2 separate regions of the Hordeum vulgare genome follow, and region 1 is linked to region 2. The links are chromatin contacts, called in public Hi-C maps. All regions are on one chromosome and are shown on one strand. The core of a region is the stretch at or near the end of the contact, and the rest is flanking DNA. Distances in the headings are between cores, read along the strand shown.

Region 1 (7,573 bases), core at 1,214-3,713, 410 kb after region 2:
TTTATATATTCCAAAATAAAACTCCTTAAAATTTTGTGCAATTCGAGAACTTTTATTTCTACACATCAAAAACAACACAAAGGTAGTTCTAGTGAAAATAATGTTAGTCCGGATTAGTTTCATTCAAATTATGCAAATTAGAGACAAAAATAAGAACAAAAGTGTTTGGAAAAGCAGATACATTAGAACGTATCAACTCCCCAAGCTCAACTCACTCCTTGTCCTCAAGCAATTCAGTTGATAAACTGAAAGTGACACGGAAAACTTGTACAAACTCATTTGCTTTTGTTGTCGTATATAAATTTAGCAAGCAATCAAGTTTCGAGCAAAGAATATGTACTAACCACATGTATTATAACATTTAGAATACATGTTTATTCTTGTAAATGGCATAATCATCTAGCGAGAGATAACATTATATCTCAAAAATCAACACTTTATCTAAACAATCATGACACAATAAAGCAATCATGATACAATATGATATAGTGGTATCCCGCTAATCCTTTTCGAGACCACAAAACATAAATATAAATCACCTCTAATATTCAAGCAACGACTAAGCATTGTAATTCACGATAGAAGATATCCATTTACGCTCGCACCTACCGTTAATTAAACGAGATGCATGGTACACTAAGAATGACAATAGCGCTTTCAGGTCTCTTGCTTGAATAAGAAGGTAACGATTCAACAATAAAAGTAAATAGATAGGCTCTTCCCAGAGTCAAGCAGTTTTCTACGGTGCCAGAGCTCATTCATTCTAAAATAAAGAAAATTTTAGTTTTGAGAGGTATACTTTTTAAAACATGGTTTACAGTTGAGCTTCTGATATCTTCCATGCTAAACACATTAATGTTGGTTGCCAAATAGAAAGGAATTTTTACCCCCCCCCCTCCACCATACAAACACTTACATGGCTAGCCGAATCTAGAGGTGTCCTCCAAACAATCAACATTTCAAGGGAGTTTTTATTCCTATTTTTATGAATTAAGCGGGACTGGGCGTCCTTGTTGTTAGCCTCCCTCAAAGTTGACGAGCTAATAAACTCTCGTTGTGAGTTAAACACACTTAGCATGGAAGACATTAAGCACCCAACCGCTCCATGAGCATTTGGGTACACAAAACATGTATTTATTTGAAGGTTTAAAGATTGTGCATGCAAATTTTCTTGGAACGACAGGGTAATACCTCATATAGGTTATTATGATGGACTCTTATGGCATAAAAAATTTAGGAGTTTGGATGCACAAGAGGTATGCCCGCTTAGTACAAGTAAAGGCTAACAAATAGATTGAGAAGCGACCAACTAGAGAGCGATAATGGTCATAATCATGCATTTTCAATAATTAACAGTGAACATGAGCATGAGGGGGATATAAACACTCTGAACAAAAATAACATAGAGGCAATATTGAATTTGAAATAATTAAATACGTGAACCTGTGCCAAGTCAAGCCACCCGAATTTCTCATAAGGATACCATCCTAACATAGTAACGTACCACATCATCATCATTTTAATGCATGTTAACACCCAAGAAACATATTATCCACTCCTAACTATTTAAGCAAGACATGAGCAATTGTAATTTTTAATTATCACCATACACATGTTTACTCATAATAGGCTGAATTAAGATTACTGATTTAAGCATATTTATAAAATAGAAGCAAGTAGAGTTCATACTAGATTTTCTTCACCACGATCACTTTATTAAATTATCGTCGTTATTGTTTTTCACCTTCACGACTGAATGGTGAGAAAATTATGACAATGTAAGTGTGTAGTGAACTAAGCTGAAATTTACACGTACTTTATAAAAGCAGAAGACAAGCGAATATTTGGCCTTTTATTAGTTCAACAGTAAAGGACATAAGAGCCACTCGATGATGTATACGAGGTCATCTCCTTACGACGACTCAAGAAGAGAAAGAAAATTCATAAAACACACTGAAATATTTTAGTTCTTTTTCTCATGAAAGAAAAGAAAAAAAAAGAGGAAAATTACTTACAGCAAAGAATTTCCAACAAACACAAAAAAAAAACCCGAGATTGGATGTTGTGGTGGGTCTTCTTCATACATAATTGGATATTGACGTCGACTTTATCCTATTTTACAATTGTATATGGTTTGGTGACACGCTTGCATTTGCATGTTGAGATAAATTCGCCAACGGGACGACTCTCGTAAGTACATACTCCGGATTACAAAAGATGGTTTCAACGTTTAGTTCACATGCCCACAAAAGAAACCTTTGGAGAATGGGCGTACATACATTCATAAATCGCATGCAGAAATACAAACACGGGCGGCCTGGTTGGTGCGTACGTACAGTACGTAGATGCATCAGCAACACTGTTGCACCTGCCGAGGGCTTAAATGATTGGGGTCACTCACCGCCACCGGTCAGGTCGGTCTCCGTCTCCTCACTCACTGACCCGCCCGCATCATCAACAAAAAAGTTTGCTAGCTCCGCTCCCCCAGCTCAATTCCGTCCCCTCACCCACACAGCAGCTTTCCCACGGCCCCCCTCCCCTCTCCGCCCGTGCCGCGGCTATCTGCCCGCCTATATACACACCTCCCCGCCCACCCTACCGTCTCTCCTCCCCCTCTTTCTCTCTCGCCACCACACCCAGTCACCCACGCACCCGCTGCTCGCTCCCTCGGCTCGGCATCGATCTCTCTCTCCCTCCACGGCAGGCCGGCGTCGTCGATCGCGTGCTTGCCAGGTAAGATTTGTGGTCGATCTTCGTCCTACTGTAGCTCCGGGCGGGCCCTCCGGCGGCCAGCGGCTAACTGCTGGTTGTGCGGCTGAGATGACCGCGGGCCAGCGCGTGCGCGCGCGCGTGTGTGTCAGTTTCTTGGCTGATGCTGCTCTGCCGCAGCGGCCGAGGTGAGATTCAGGCCGACTTGGATGCCACGCTCTGGTCCGGGCCTGCACCGTACTTCAAGATAGCTCAGGACCAGCTTCTGCTGATCCTTCGATTCTCCCTTTAGGAAACCCTAGAGTCAAAATTTCTTGTGCCCTCGAGAAGGATATCGTGTACACCTACAGACTCTCGCCGGTGCTTAGCTTGATTTTTTAGTTGCCCGTGAGCTGAGCTGAAGAACCATGCCGCGAGCTGATGAGCAGCTAGCTCACTGGCTGGCTGCAGTGTGAAAATCCAGATTCTTTTGGTTTCAGGCGGCTCCGTGTGTACTGACGGGCGGTCGTCTCGCATGCAGATCTGAGGTCAAAGCAGGAGGACAGGACGGACATGCAGGGAGCGCTGGTGGACAGCCCGGGGGCGGCTGAGGCGGCGGTGCGGCCGAGCAGGTACGAGTCGCAGAAGCGCCGGGACTGGCACACGTTCGGGCAGTACCTGCGCAACCACCGCCCGCCGCTGGAGCTCTCGCGGTGCAGCGGCGCCCACGTGCTGGAGTTCCTCCGCTACCTCGACCAGTTCGGCAAGACCAAGGTCCACGCCCCGGGCTGCCCCTTCTTCGGCCACCCTTCCCCGCCGGCGCCGTGCCCGTGCCCGCTCCGCCAGGCCTGGGGCAGCCTGGACGCGCTCGTCGGCCGCCTGCGCGCCGCCTTCGAGGAGCACGGCGGGCGGCCCGAGGCCAACCCGTTCGGCGCGCGCGCCGTCCGCCTCTACCTCCGCGAGGTGCGCGACTCCCAGGCCAAGGCGCGCGGCATCGCCTACGAGAAGAAGCGCCGGAAGCGCCCGCCACCGTCGTCGTCCCAGAAGGCGGCCAAGCCCGCGCCGTCCCCACCCCCGCCTACCTCCACGCAAGTAGCCGCGCCGCCCCCGGAGCGAGCCCCGGAGGTCCTCGTCTCGCGGGCCGTGCCGGCGCAGGGGCACTACTTCATCCCACACCCGCAGCACTTCATGCACGGGCATTTCCTGATGCCAGGCAGCCATGAGGCGGACGCCGCCGTCCCGAGCAGCTCCAGCGGAAACAGCAACGGCCACAGCAATGGCCACAGCGGCGGGAACGGCGGCGATGAGATGGCCATGGCGATGGCAGCGGCAGCGGAGGCGCACGCGGCGGGGTGCATGCTGCCGCTCTCCGTGTTCAACTAGCGAGCTCCCCGGCCGCATCCATGGTTGCGATCCTAGCAAATGCAATCGCAAGGTAGGTCTTAAGTAAGTTAATTCGGAGGTCTATATATCTAGCCGTAATCTCGATCGATCGCCGGATGAACCCCATCGATCGATCGATCACCGCGCGGACGCACTGTTGTTGTCCTTACCCAACACTATTCACCCTTTTGGCTACATTTCTTGCTCGGAGCTAGTGGTGCTCCTCCTCCTTGCTACTGTAGGGTTTCTACTTTCTAGCAGCGTTCGTGCACGCTTGGTTGATTTGTGTATGCAGAAATAATTAATCCAAGGCTCGATTGAAATTGCAAGGGGATTTCCACTGCTAGAATGTGTGCACTGCTGACCGATTGATGCATGGTTTGATGTATTTGTTGCATTTTTCCTGTCGTCGGACAGATCTTACTGATGTGCTCCTAGTATTTTAATTTGTTCGTGTGACTAGCATTGCCATTGCACTGTTTCATGTGTAATACATGCTTAATCTTGGTGATGTTTCACCTTCGAGAATTTACATCTTGCATCGTAGGTTTCATCTTTCATTCTTTCAGTATATATTTCTCGATTCCCGGGCAAGAAAATTCTTGATTCATATGATATGATCTTGGTCGTGTGCTTCCAATTTGTTTGCACGTGGGGCATCGAAAGGATATTAAATTTATATGATAAATCTTGCAAGAATTTGCATAGAAAATCCACACAGCTAGCATTGAAGTCTTTGCACGTTTCTTCACTACAAGTGGGGCCTTAGACCATTTCCAATGCATCTTCTCTTAACATCATATCCTAATGCATGTTAGATGTTTGGACACAACATCTGCATGCATTGTATCTGACATAGATCTGGTATTTTATTGTAGACCCTACTTTTATTAAGATTATCTGAGTCGTCTAATTGGATGGTAATGTGAGAGTTACTAATATATCAATCATTTTGCGGATGGAGACCGTATCTAAGTACTAAGATAAGAGACATTTCTATAAGAGATCATCGCTCGCCATTAAATTTTTAGGCCACACAGACAAAAATCTTATGTGCTGGCCAAAGAGATGGTGCAAGGGTGAAGCATTTGGAGCGGTATAAAGTTTACTTTAGAGTTTTCGACGCTGTAGATGACCATAGGACGATATGTCTTGTCAAAAGTTAAAATAGACCTCACAACTTGTGAGTAAGATATAGACAACTTACCTAAGGAACATTATCGTCTGTATATGCTCTGTAATAACTAACAAATTATCCGTACGATAATAACAAATAACAATATCATCTCGTTTCATTCTTTTCCTTACACCTTTCGAAAATCTTACGAACCTCCTAAATCTAGCATCATTACTGTACACGACTTCAGAAGAAACTACCGTCCCTACATGTTTTTTCGAAAAACTTTTGATCTGTTCATCTTCTGACTGCACAACGAACAACAAAAATATGAAAAAAAATATATACATTGAAATGCATAGAGTAGCGACAACTAGCTAACTTTTTTAAAATATTGGGTTTTTTGTTGAATTTGAAAAATATAGCATTTTTTTAAGAAAAACGAAAAATATAACGGTCTCGGCCGGACCGAGGCCGACCCGTAGCCGAGTATCACCTGTCGGCCTTGGTGTGGCCGATTAGCCCCCAGTCGGCCATGTGGTAGCCGACTATTGGTCGGGCCACGTCGCTCGCGCCCACTCGGCCTGGAGGGGAGCCAGTCGGCCCTGGCATGGCCGGTAGGCCTTTGGGCCATGACGAGGCCGATAGGTGGCCGATTTGAGCCAGCCCGCTCCCCCTCCCCTTCTTCCTCCTCCTTGTCTCTTTCTTTCTCTCCTTCTCCTCTTTCCTTCTCTCCCAACCCAAAAACTCTCTCATCTCTAAACTAATCCTAGTCATTTTTTCCCACATTTTTCATCGTAGTTGTATCGTATAGGGTTAGGGTAGCCAAGCCATTCGTCTCACCCGCGATGGGGTAGTCCACGTCTAGAACAGCAACCGACGCCCCATCCACTGCCTCCTGCCCAGGCAGGTAGTTCGGCGTGGCATCACCCACAACACCATGCTCCCTCGTCGAGCTTCGTGTTTCAGCCGACATTACAACATCACAGTCCCAAGATGTGTTTCATGTTTTAGGCACATCAAATTGGTATGGTCCCTCCCGCAGGCTCCTATGCATATCAAGAGGCGTCGGCATCCAGATCCGGGTGCGCTGGGGAATAAGAAGAACCACTATCACAGCAAAACATGTGGTTGGACATGTTTTCGACTCCTCCACCATGGCCCACACAGGATACACAGAATGACCAGGGCGGGTCCGAGATTCCTCTTCGTAACATTAGCCCCCCCCCCCCCTAGATTTGGATGGAATACGCCTCCCCCACTGCCAGAGCGCCAAGGCAGACATCGTTAGTAAGGCTTCTATCTATCATTAGAGACATGGCTCTCTAATTATGTATGAGACATATGTTCTATTTCTATGCTTAGTTGGTTCAGCGGGGATAACACTTATACTACCAACAACTTGAGATTACAAACACATACTACGGTATACATCTGAATTAAAAGGCACGACTGAACTAAATGAAGGCATCATCGTCATCCTCCGTCGATGCGGAGCTCTTGCCCTTCGATGACGCAAAGCTCTTGTCCTTCGTCGACGCAGAGATCTTTCCCTTCGATGATGAGGTACTCTTGTCCTTGGTACTCGGCATGAAGATATCGTCTTCGTCCTCGCTGTCGTCCATCCATAAAAATGGATGTTTTACTCCATCGTGTATGTGTTGGCCTTTATTCTTCCATCTTTCATTCAACCTGATAAGTTCTTTCCGTATCTCCTCAAATGTCCTTTGAGGCCACCCCTTCCTAGCAAATGCATGGGCAACCTCATTCAATAGCGTGTCACTACTGATGAGTTCGTGCAATGCAACTATTCTATTGTCTATCTTGAAATTGCTAGCTAAGCGCAGAAGACATTCAGACATACAAGAGTGAAAACTACGATCAAAAGAATAATGGGACATCTTGAGGAGAGTTAGCTACTGGACTACAATGCTATCCCACCTTAGTGTGGAGGGGAATTTTTATAGGTGCCTGAGAGCGAGGACGGAGAGAAATGGTAGGAAAGCAAGGCGGGAAAGAAATTGCGGGAAAGATATGGCCGGAAAACTTAACATGTTCAAACTAAGATACACCTTGCCGAAATTAAGATACAACTTGCTGAAAGTATTCAATTTGAGGATACAATAACATAAATCTACTGAGCCCAACGTGGATATTTTCCTTTTCCATCACCAGCTTCTTCCTTGGCCGAACGAGCCATTTCTTTCTTTCTCTGCCTCTTAGCATCACGGGCCTCCTGTCGCTCTCTATAAACCTCTGCCAGTCAAAGTTCCTCTTCTCGATTTTTCTTGTGCATCTCATAAATCATAGCCCTCTGCTTCACACAGTACTCTTGCCATTCTTTCTTCTCCTCTTCTTTCCCCTCTGTTTCGGCCTTCTCGCGGC
Region 2 (6,838 bases), core at 2,751-5,250:
GAAGCTCTCTCGTTCAATTGGTTTATACTATACACTATGCTTTTTAATTGTTAAGACCTCACAATAAATTGAGGTCTTAGAATTAGGTCAATCAATTTTAACCGGATCAATAATTTCTCAGGGATCTCTCCCGTAGGAGTGCCATATGTTTTTTCTCTAATTTTGAAGCTCTTTCATTGAGTTGAGGTATCCAATTTTGGATTTGCTTTATGATTTTGACCGGGCCAACTATTTAATAAATCAATCAACAACAATCGACTTATAGAAACATATTAATCCCACACACTATCTCACCATCTAGAAAAAATAAGGAACCATATGATATTATAGAACCAATATAGTCATACAACCACCGTCGCAGAATTTTTTTTCATACAAATATATGTTGGTTAGCAAATAACACATATCACATATCACATTACGAAAGTCCCACCAAATCACCTCATTATAAATAAAAATAAACACACTCTACCATCTCCTTACCTGTCAAACTAAATATTTTATAAATTTCAAAATATAAATGGTTTTAGTTTTTTTGAAAAAATAAATCTCTTTAACTTTGACCAAGTTTAGAGAAAAAATAGTGACATCCACAATATTAAGTAAAAAATATGAAATTCATTTCATAATAAATCTATCATACTTATTTCATATTATGGACTTTCAAATGTATCTCTACAAATTTGATCAAAATGTAAATGTTTGACTTATCAAAAAAGTTATATACCTTATACTTTGAAACATAATAAGTTTTTCAAAGAAACTTAACAACACTAACAACGCAGCAAAGTCGATTGTTGATGGTGAATTCGGATGTCGCCACGCTACGCTCAATTGTCGCACTATGTACCATCTCCTACGGTTGTGGTGGAGCACTGACCAACAAAAAATGTGCAATGGCCGCCTGGCCCAATAAAAATTCCCTAGGGATATAAGAATAAAATGGACCATGAGATGGCCCGCCCAGATTTTCAAGCACTCCGCCACTGATCTCGTGGGAACGTATCTGGTGCAACGGTGAATTTGATGCTACCGATGCACCGATGTCCGTATCTCACTTTATAAACTGGAAAAAATAGAAATTTTGTGAATGTAAGTATGCCACATATCTACCATAGTACAAAATTTTAGATTCAAATTCAACGTACAAAGTTAGAAATCAAAAAAAGACAAAGCATGCTGTTAATAGTACCTAATGCAACCTGGGCCTTGAATTCAGCCCATTTTGTATATAATTGTAAATTTTTCTTTTGTGTTTACTAATGCCGTGTTTTTAATTTGAACCTAAAACTTCGTAATATGAAAGATTCTTGTTGCTAGTACAACATATTTTTATTTAGAATTTTTGACATTCCTAAAATGGATTTTGTTAGACAGGTAGCACAAAATGGCTAGGTGCGCTAGATATTTCCCTCTAGTCAGCAAGTTTGGCATGACCAAATCGTATGGGCGGTGCAGCTTATCCGATGGTTTGTGTGCGGTTAGATGGCCAAGGGAAGCCTTTGATCAGTTCCACTTGCGTGTTGGCATCCGACACCTGCCACATGGACTTGTAAAAATGGATAAAGGAATAAACCACCACATCACATGTTCGGGGTAAAAATGTTGCATTTTTTTTTTGCACAACCACTGTTTTACAATTATAAACAAGCACTAAAATTGAGGAATGCACTTATTTGCCTTTTGAGATCCTGTAAAATTTATAAAATATGGGATCTAAGAGCATTTACAACGAGAAACCCCGAATCCGCCCCAAATGCATGGACGAACGACCTGGTCAGTGACCAATCAAAAACACAATTCACACGAAAGCCACAAATCGGCCTCAAACGTAAGGACTGACGGACACCCTTAATATCCATCCCAATGCAGATATTAGAAGTCCCAAGCGTGATCGGGCGCTTCCGCCACGTCAGATCCGGGCCACACTGGACCACCTAACCCCTACATATATTCGTTATGATCCGTTTCTCAGACGAAATCCTAACCACTCCACTCCACTCCACTCTCCTCCGCTCCATTCTGCCATCCAAGCTCCCGCCTGGCGATCTCCAGCATGGCGGGTAGCGGATGTGAGTCCTACACATCCCGATCCGTCGATTATGAGCTCATCCCACTCAGTCCTGAGAAGGAGATGTTCGTACGGCTTGCGCTGCACCGCTACCGGGAGGAGCAGTGGCGGAGCCAGCGTGTAGTCACGGTGGGCCATGGCCCATCCAGAATTTGAAGAATTTTATTTTAATATGTACTTATTTAGCCTAAAAAATCTGGTTGAGTTTTTTTTCTGAGATGTGCACACCCTCCATTTCCCTCCTGGCTTCGCCACTTGGGAGGAGGCCGCCCGAAGACAGCGCGTGGACTCATTTTGTCAGGAATCAATTGCGTCCTCCCAACCGGTGCATTGATTCGTCGACATGGGTACCATATAGCTGCTTCACCGGAGGCAGTGCGGTCCGTGTGGCGTCAGAAGTGATGGTGGACGCGCAACTCCTTCGTTGGTGTGTCAAGCTAGAGGACGCGCAACTCCTTCGTTGGTGTGTCGGCTCCTCCCAGGAGGAATCCATCATTGATCTCACGTCCACGGGAATCGTTCGGTTTGTGAGCTGGGACGAGGAAAAATAGGGCATGCATGGGAGACATCGGGAGCTCGACTCCTGTGAGCCGGCTAGTATCGCATGTCCTACTCTACCTCCTAGACGAACCGGCAAACACTACGACTGGCGCAGCCGCCCATCGGATATGAGCACGACGAAGCCGGACGAGCTCAATTTACTATTAGAATTACGTTGCAGGCAAGAAAATGGATTTAAAGTTTTTAATTTAAATTTTTTGATTGTAGAATGCATTATTTAAGGGTTGATTAGTCACTGTCCACGGACGTTTGATATGTCGAATTTGTAGTCTGTTTGTAGATGCTCTAATCTAAGCGCAATAACCGCAAACAGGACAAAGGAATACAAGATGCTACAGCATTATCACATTCTACAAAATGTCATCCGTGAACACACCGCGTTACTTGATCCGTGTGCTTAAACAATATAGTCTCAAAACCAACCTTCGTTCCATCGACCGTTACCAGGCTCTGCATGAGGACGAGGAAACAGGAAAACCTCCCCGATCTCGCCCGTCACCACATACACCCAGCCAAATCACGAGCCATCGGAGAGAGAGAGAGAGCGCCAAATCATGGACCGGGGATTCTCGCAAGATTTCCCCACCAAACCGCCGCCTCGGGCGGCCGTCACGTCCCGTCCGCCGCATTTGTTTAAGCACGCCGGCGATGTGGCCTCCGCGCATCCATTCATCCTCCGAATTGTTTACTCGGCGGTGAACTCGAGCCTGCCCTGCGCCCATGATTAAAGACAAGACGCCTCCCCACTCCCACCACGGGAGGCATGCATACGCAGACGCGGACGTACGTACGCAGGAGATCTCGGGCTGGCTCCTGTCGCCTCTCGCGATTTTACTTTGGAGAAATGTACCTTGTACTACCACACTCACACGCCGGCAGTAGCAGGAGTACCAATTGCTAGCTAGGCTTTGCTCGGCACGCATGCACTTTGGTGGGTGGCCTTTGGGGTGCTGAAAAGACGAGCACAATCTCAAGCCACACGCGGGCTGGCACCGGCAGCCAGACATGCATGGAACAGCCCCGTACGCTCACTAATTTGTTTCTTTGGATCAAATCTGCACCTCAAAGTTAGCCCGTAGGATGAGACGGCTAGGCGCTTATTCTAGTCCTAGGCCGAGCTGATTTGTTCAGACCGGTTGCTGCCGGATCCAGTTTGGCGAACCAGGCGTTGCTCGTACTAGGAGGGATCTCACTTGACGCTCAAATTATTCATGAGAACTCGTTAATCATTGGGGCGGAACCGCCGGACGGTGGTGCTGCAGTCCCTTGGTTGATCGATCCGTCAGGGAGCGGTGTTGCTTTCGGGGTGTCGCTCGGATGGTCAGAACTCTGTAGGGGAAGGGGAACCGATCCGGCCTGATCCGCGTGACACGGCTTAGTTCCGTGCTGTCAACTCGCGCGCGCCTAACCAGGTCGTTGTCTAGCTCGATCAATCGTCTCCCCCACCGCACCAGCTAGGGGCAACTTGGAGCTGTCGCTACCGTTGGGGACTAGGGGCGACCGGAACATTTTTCTACCTGGCGTTCTCACAAAGTCAGAAACGGAGGGCTGGACCGGAGAACATGCTAGATCTATCTGCAGATACATACTGAGGCAGACATGCTACGATCGATGAGGCCCGCCTGATGGAGTGATGGATTGCCGGCTGCGCGATCACGGATGAAGGAGAGGGACCCTCACCCTATGGAAACAATCAAGCTGGCGATGAACAAGAGAGACAACATACTCCTTCAGAATTTCATGAACAATGCGACATCTACGTAAATACATTTACGTCATAGTCTAACTTGGCAATAACTGATTGGATTAAGAGGAGGATGAGGCCCAGCCACCCCTGAAAATCAAGGGGGGCATGTTTAGATTACTTGAAAAGTTTAGTAAACTTATGTAGGCTTTAGTAGGTCCAGCATTTTTGGAATTTCATACATATGCTACGCACACACAGTGCAAGTATACTTTTCTGCTTAGGGTGTGTCCTTGTTTTTTTTTTTGAAAAGAAGGAACTTAGCCCTCGGCCTCTGCATCAACCGATCGATGCATGCAGCCATTTTATTAAAATAGTTTGAAAATAATGTCTTAGCTCCACAAGTCTTTGAAGCAAAATAATGAAAACAAAGATATAATAAAAAGCAAACTGTCATATCCAGCGTCACTAAAAACAGACTACGATGTCTATACATCTAATTTATTATTAGCATCCCCATTCAAATCGACTGAAGATAGTCCGTGCGACCATCTCTCATCGGTTCCATCCAATATCCATAAGCTCCATGGAGTCCGCATGACTGAGTAACGACCACGTACGGATCCAAGACGTCGCTCTGAAGATAATCTGCAAAAAGTTGATGAAGTTCTTGCCATTAAAGATGGTATCATTCCTGGTATTTCATATAGCCCAAAATAAAGCACATACCCCAATTCTGATAATTTTCGATATTTCAACGTCCACTCTATTGAGCCACGTTGTAAATAACGAACTAATGCATAAAGAAGGAGAAACATTAAAGGCTATATAAACAGTGCGCGATAGTAGTTTTGCAAGATTGCAGTCAATATTAATAAGGATGGTTGTTAATATCCGTGCGTTGCCACGGAACAATAAAATTAGACACACACGTTGATCAAACATAGCTCCACATGGTACCCCGAACCCGATGATTTTTCCGGTGAGGCTTTCACTAAATATAGAAGTTGCTGATGCGTTCATAGAAGACAAAATATATTGAAATAAATAAATTAGATCAAAGTGTATTTAAATATAGTAAAAACACATGCCAGACACGACAATAGTGAATGTTTTGTAATAAACATCACTCTCTTGTGTTTGTCCATTTTCCTCTTGAAGAATCATCATCACCCGACTCTTTCAGGCTGGTTCGTTGAGCCACAAGAGCGTCAATATTAATAAGGATGGTTGTTGGTTGCTTCCAAATGCGGCGGGTTTGGCCACCCTGCTGTTGTGGCAAACGATCCTATGGCTTGCTTCGGTGCTATCGGCGAGTAGGTCATGGTCGTTTCAGCCTTTCAGCGAAGTTTTGCGGACCATGCAACTAACCTGCGCATGACATGCATGCCGGATGAACCCTGCCATATATTAATCTTTTTTGGGTGGGTGTGGGTGACAACCGTGATGATGATTACATAAAAATAATAAAGGGGAAGATACAAGCTTCTCTTCCTCTCCCACACTATGTGTCGTCATTGTGGCCAGACTTTTTCATATTGCCAAATGCGCAAACATAACTTAGGAAATCCGTTAATGAGTATAGGTTCATAATTAGCTGCAGTTTCTGCATTGGAATAGATGAGCATATAAGATAATTATTAGATAAAACAATTCAATTCTTATAATTGGAATATTTCATATCAATACAAAAAACATGCTCCAAAAATTAAATCATAGCAGTTCAAGGCCTTCCCAATCAAACATGCGAGTGAACCAAAATGCGATGTACAATATTATAATACATAAAGTAAAAAAAAAAGTCAGTCTATATGATAATTTTAAAATGTCAACATACTTCAGCCTAGTCTCTTTGCAATAAGTAAACCAAGTGCGCATTAAAACTTCACCATTTAAATTTGCATGCTATGTTTTTCTTGAGACTTAAATGTCTTTTGGCTGATTCCTTGTAAAGACGACAAACTTTGTGTATGTTATAAAATTAACGAGTGGCCACCCAGTCGCTGCAAGGTTTCTAAAAAAAAACAATATTTTCACAATCTTACCTTTGCCAACGAACTATGACCAAACAAGCCTTTTTAAAGTTACAATTGTGGCATTTCTTTCAGTTTTTCTTTTGGCGCCATCATCAACACAAAACAATTGAGTTGTTTCACAAATTGAGGTCTGTGAAGTAACCAGATATGAAAATAGTTTTAATACGAGGGAAAAGTGGAGAAAAAGCTGAACAATTTGAAACCTATGAATTTCTTTTTACCTTTGCAATGCCATTCAACTTTCAAATGAAGAAATCACACTTCAGTATTGATATGACATTTTCCTATGAAATGAAATGGTCTAATTAAAATGAGTTTCGGAGAAGAAACATGAGGTCTCAATCTCATGGAAGTTTTCTCTGGTCTCTTGGGAACTTCTCTATCCTAACACCTGCGGAGTTCTTATAGAACTTCCTAGATGAACAATATTGAAAATTCATGTACGTACTTCACTTTCCTGTATCATTGCACAAGGCATGGCACTAT

What was found. A called contact is a pair of places that touch in the nucleus more often than the background predicts.
Region 1: a contact with region 2 is called in a Hi-C map of leaf, with 4 times the contacts expected there. The contact joins the promoter of LOC123411667 here to the enhancer-like site in region 2. A contact is called at or near these places in 2 of 6 Hi-C or Micro-C datasets (leaf and seedling) and 1 of 1 datasets of contacts at active chromatin or transcription factors (embryo).

What each region holds. Positions count from the first base shown.
Region 1 is chr7H:594,623,266-594,630,838 of MorexV3_pseudomolecules_assembly, forward strand. It overlaps LOC123411667 (protein G1-like2), which reads left to right and starts at 2,464. Exons shown (of 2, transcript XM_045104632.1): 1 at 2,464-2,733; 2 at 3,230-4,400. The coding sequence starts at 3,262. The coding sequence ends at 4,071.
Region 2 is chr7H:594,216,356-594,223,193 of MorexV3_pseudomolecules_assembly, forward strand. No RefSeq gene overlaps it. Among protein-coding and RNA genes, the nearest start is that of LOC123412903, 7.7 kb to the right of the region's middle. Within about 2 kb of position 4,001, at least 3 of the 3 cell types and tissues checked have open chromatin away from gene starts, as enhancers often do. A contact at or near this core is called in leaf and seedling, where this site is marked.